Linked DNA regions of Rattus norvegicus: region 2 is linked to region 1. A link is a contact called in public Hi-C data. All regions are on one chromosome and are shown on one strand. The core of a region is the stretch at or near the end of the contact, and the rest is flanking DNA. Distances in the headings are between cores, read along the strand shown.

The links. Hi-C and Micro-C count contacts between places; a contact is called where the count stands out from the background.
Region 2: a contact with region 1 is called in a Hi-C map of Schwann cells, with 4 times the contacts expected there. The contact joins the promoter of Tln2 here to the enhancer-like site in region 1. A contact is called at or near these places in 4 of 12 Hi-C or Micro-C datasets (the A7r5 cell line, the Rat2 cell line, Schwann cells and 1 more).

The regions. Positions count from the first base shown.
Region 1 is chr8:77,073,025-77,075,724 of GRCr8, forward strand. All of the region lies in intron 1 of Tln2 (talin 2), which reads right to left. Among named protein-coding and RNA genes, the nearest start is that of Tln2, 59 kb to the right of the region's middle. Within about 2 kb of position 1,362, at least 25 of the 93 cell types and tissues checked have an H3K27ac peak or open chromatin away from gene starts, as enhancers often do. A contact at or near this core is called in the A7r5 cell line and Schwann cells, where this site is marked.
Region 2 is chr8:77,131,962-77,134,661 of GRCr8, forward strand. It overlaps Tln2 (talin 2), which reads right to left and starts at 1,400. Exons shown (of 59, transcript NM_001419941.1): 1 at 1,226-1,400.

The DNA of each region.
Region 1 (2,700 bases), core at 112-2,611:
AGAGACCCTCCCGCAGCAGGGTGGAAGGAGAGAACCGACTTCCAAACGCTGTCCTCTCACTGCCACGTGCACACCATGGCACACACAGACACATGTAACAATGTGAAGAATCTGCAATTCGCCATCAGGAAAACAAACGGTGTTCAGGACATGGAAGGAGAAGATGCACACACTTGGCTGGGAATGTAAAACAGCCCAGCCATGACACAAACCAACATGGAGGCTCCTCAAGAAAACTAAAAATCAAGCACACGACCCAGATACACCAAGCTTGTAGTTGAAGGAACCAACCTAGGTGTCTGTCCCCTGAGGAATGGATAAGGAAAATGTGGTGTATATACATGATCAAATTATTTTCCAGCTATCGTGAATAAAGTCATAGGGTTTGCAGAAAAGTGGAGACAACTGGAAGTGATGGTAGGTGAATTAAGTGAACACACACACACACACACACACACACACACACACACACACCACTTCCGGTCATTTGTGTTTCCTAGACTTTACATATACACAAAATGATAGATATACAAGGACATCTTGGAAAGAAAGGACAAATGGGAGGAAAAGAGGGGGGCACTGAAGTATGGGGGTACTTAAAATACATTACAAATTTGCATATAATCTGGCATAATAAAAATTAAAAGGAAAAAATATATAGCTCATGATTGGTAAGAAACCCTTCCGTGCTGAACTGTTTGCCTCCCCCGCCACCCATCTACGTTAAAGCTCTAATTAAACTCCAGTGTGGGATGCTGGGAGATGAGGTCTCTAATAGGAAGCTCAGATGACAGGGACATCACAATGAAATTAGTGGTCTTATGTTAAAAGACACTGATGCAACTACCTAGCAACAGGCGGTCTCTGTCACACGAGACCACAGGAAACAGTCTGCAGGCCAGCAAGAGGGTCTCACCAAAGCCACACCTTAGCACTCTGACCTCAGAGCCCATTCTCTGGAACCATGAAGAAATGTATTTCCTGTGTCCATGGGGTTTTGTTACAGCAGGCTGAGCTGACTCATGCAAACCCCATGTAGACTGCCCTTGACCAGGGATAGACAATGCCAAGGGCAAGTGAGACTATAAGGCAGGCATTCACATGCTGTGAAAATTAGCCAGTCATGCACAATGTCCAACTATCAGGTCCTTTCCCACGCCCCACTTGCTAACCCAGTACCAGCAATGCCAACGACCTCGGCACTGCAGGGAGAAGCAGCTAGAAACAGTCCAGAGAGTAAGACGCTTAGCAGAATCAGAATTGGCCCAGAAACTCCTGAACGTGTGCATTCTCCCAGTGAGCTCAGAGCCTACAGCCCTGAACAATCTAAACTTAGCCGGAGAAAAGAGTCTGCTCAGCTCTGCCTGTCTCCTACGTGGTCCAGTAAGTGTCACTACCTCCTTTGGCAATAACTTGTCTTGGGAGTGCTATAAATACCACCTGAATGATGAATACCAGGAATGGTTTCATGGTTTCCAGGCACTGGCTTTGTGACAGGGGTGTCAAATTCAAAGTCGCCTGCACAACATGCCAACCCAGAGAACACATAAATCCCCTGGGGCCCCACCCTGCCATAGCTCTACTGATCCACATTGATAGCAAGTAGGAAGCTATGGGGCAGAAGACACTGAGATGACAGGAAAGGGTAGAGACTGGGGAGACAATTCATGTGGTAAAGTGTTTGCCTCGTAAGCACTGGACCTGACTGAAGCCCACACTCTGACTGACTGACTGCTTGCTTGCTTGCTTGCTTGTCTGTGAAGGGTCTCACTATGTAGTCAAGGCTGGTCTAGAACTCAACATGTAGACATTTATTGCTCCTTTTTTTTTCTTTTTTTTTTCCTCTTCTTTTTTTTTTTTTTTTTTTTTTTTTTTTAGGAGCTGGGGACCGAACCCAGGGCCTCGTGCTTGCTAGGCAAGCACTCTACCACTGAGCTAAATCCTGTACTCTTAACAATCCACCTGCCTCTGCTTCCTAAATGCTGGGATTAAAGGCATGTCCCACCACGCCTAGCTAAAATCTGAGTGGTCTGAGCTTGATTTGAGTTGGTTTTTAAAGCAGGCGTGGTAGCATAAACAAGTAATTCCAGTGCTGGAGAAGAGAAGATGGACAGAATCTTTGGGCTCACTGGCAAGGCCAATGAGAGGCCCTGTCTCCCCTGCAAGAAAGGTGGATGCCATCTGAGAAACAAGGCCCGAGATCATCCTCTAGACTTCTACGTGGCACAGAAGTGCACTCGCACAGAGACACAAAGCACGAAAGGAGTTTGGGCCTTCTGAGATGGCTACAGCTAATTAGGGCTCTGAAGGGAGGCACCACAGAAACGAAGCTGGGCTATTGCACTTCCCCGGTAGCTGTGCCCAAGAGATTCTGAATAGAATGTTTATGGAACGAGGTCTGTGGGTTTCAGTGGGTAAGGGTTTGCTTCCCTACCATAGAGGAACAGAGCCAGCTAGACCTCTTCACCCGGACAGTAAAGGTGAGGCAGAACAGACAGTGGACTCTGCGGACGGGCCATAGGAAATGCAGGGATGAGAAGAGGCCAGGAGGAATGGCCCAGGAGGAAGGACAGCACACAGCAGCCAGAGGTACCACAGAGAGTGGCCCCATAGGGTGTTAACCAGTGACCCTCAAACACCACCTATGAACCCAAGGGAGGTGTGGCCATCCAAGGGCTGTCAGAAGCCTTCCAGATTTGC
Region 2 (2,700 bases), core at 150-2,649, 59 kb after region 1:
CAGTGCTGGGGGCTGGGGGTTACTGAAGAAAACGCTCAGCAACGTGCGCGGGCCAGGGAGAGGCGGTGCGCACAGCTCCGGCGGAGCGCTGGCAGCAGTAGCTTGGGGAAAAGAGGGGCGTGTGCTCAGCGCCAAACTGCCCCAAGTGCTATGACTCCCCTGCACTGTGACACCCGCGAGCCACGTGCATCGGTCCCCTGCACCGCTTTCCCCCACCCCCCACAGACCCAGCCTAGACCTGGGTGACGCGATGCAGTCCGCGCGCCCTTGTGGGGACATCCACCTTTTAGCTCGCCCCGGCGCGCAAACTTTCCCAACGACAATCGCTCAGGCTTTCCCGGGGGGCTTCGGAAAGTGGGCGCCCCCTTAGCCTCTGTAAAAACCCACTGAAAATATGGCGCCCTTGAACGTCGTTCCTTGGGCCCCGAAAAGCCAGGCTCCATATCCCTCCCGATCCCCGCCGGCGCGAAATCTCGGCTCCTGAGGGTCGGGGAAGGAGACTAGAGGCCGCCGCACTGGGTCCAAACCCTGCCCTCGCTCTCCGCCCCGCGCTATCCCTAAGCGGTCCTCGGCCGGCAGCTGGTTATGGGCAAGACAGCCAGGGAAAGGGGGAGTCCAGCAACCCGCAGGTCTCAGAGTCGGGGGCTAGGAGGCAGCCCGGAGTGTCTTCTCCACAAGCCGAGGCGGGAGACTTGTTTGCAAAGTGGCGCTTGAAGTAGGGGCAGCCAGTGTTGGAATGAAGCCGCTCTGCTCTCAGCCAACACAGTCGGCGCCGGGGTCACCGCCCGAGTCCAGGGGGCTCCTCGGTGCAGACCCGGCCGCTTTTCCGACCCCGTTACCGGAAACCCGAGGACTGAGCCCGAGAAGGGATCAGCTGCCTAAGGCTAGGGATCAGCTCTCGGACTCCGGCTGCAAGACTGTTTGCAAACCCCAGCACCCGGCTTGAGTGCAGCGAAACCTACATGTGCAATAGACAGGTGCATTCATTGCAATTTATTTTTCTTTTCTTGCAAAGAAGAAAAACAAACACCAAAAACCTAGGATAGGCAATGAAATCTAGAAGCTTGACAGGGTTTTTCTACATTGACATCACTTACGAGATGCAAACCCGAGAAGAAAACCACCCACATATTCCTTCTAGAGAGGGGAGGGAAAAGGCACTGAAAAATCCCTGCAGCGCGCATGCAGGCTGGAGAGCTGGGCAGCGCCACGCGCCGCGCCTTACCGCGGGGATGCAGCTACTGTCTCATTGCGGAGCGCCAGCCCCCGAGTGCAGCCAGCTCCGCTCACGCTGCGCCGCCGCCGCCGCTGCCGCCGCCGCCGCCGCTGCTGCTGGCTCCGGGCGCGGAACCGGAGCCGAGGGCGAGCGCGAGCGCACGGCCCGCGAGCGCCGGGAGGGCAGGAAGCGCGTCATCACTGGGGGACGGCGCGGCGGAGCTCTCCACCCGGCTCCTGGGTGTCCGCACCTCGGGCGCGGGATGGGGGCGCGCGCGGGGCTGTGGTGGGGTCCGCGTGCAAGAGGCGCAGAGGACACCCCCGACTGCCCCAGAATCTTGGCCCGGCTCTGAAGACCGATGAGGCGGCATGGAGACCAGGCGTCTGCTGGCATGAGGCCTCTGAGTCTTCTCAGCGTCCCTCCTGGACCACGGGCTGGGTCCTGGAGGTTACCAGGCGTGGATCCAGCCCTAAGGGTGGCAGAACGGATGCCAGTCATTTGAATTTAGGAAACCATTCTTCCAGAAAGATGGACAGCAAAGTGGGTGTGCCTATTGCACTAAATTTTTTTTTCGAGACAGCATCACACTAGGTAGACCAGGCTGGGCCCAAACTCAAATTAATCCGCCTCCTTCAGTACAGGGATTAAAGACCTGCCTCACCAAGACCCACTGTATGGGTGACTTGCTTCATACATACATTCATTCATTTGTGTATCTTTCTATCATACCCTGGAATTAAGTCACTTATGCATCCCCTGTATTTACATGTGCTGGGGGATGTTGGGATGGCAGGGTACAAAGTGAAAATTATCCTAGTTGCCACTGTGAAGGACACAGGAGAACAAATCACAAAGTCCGTTTCCTTTAAAATTATGATGTATAGAGAGACACAGAGAGGACAGATAGAATAAATTAACCAAGGTGTTCACCCTGTGTTCCAGTGGTTTGTGAAATTGTGGGGTTTTTTTCTCTTTCTGCTTGCTTCTAGTTTTATTTTTAACTTTTATAATTTTAAAAAATTAATACGAAAAGGCTTAGATGGTTATTTTTCCTCAGCCGGACACAGAGTGACCAGGATAGACTTGTCTTCCCAAGAAGTAGAGAACAAATCTCTTCAGCTCCTCAAATGCGACTATAGCAGCATTAGTGTCTCTCAGCTTGAAATTGTGGTCACTGTACATCCAAGAGTGAATCAACGTTGTAACTTGAAACTATCTTCAAGGAGTGCTTTGGGACCTTGAACAAGCCTGGCATAATGGAGAAACTAGACGAGACTCCTGAGGGGAGGGTGTCAAACGACTTTCTCAGGGGTCACATATCAGATATTTAAGACAGTGGCAAAATTGCAGGTATGAAATAGCAGCAAAAATAATTTTATGATTGGGATAAGGAGGTCACCAAAACGTGAGAAACTGTATTAAAGGGTCACAGCATTAGGAAGGTTGAGAAGCAAGGTCTTAAGAGTAAAACATTGTAACTTACT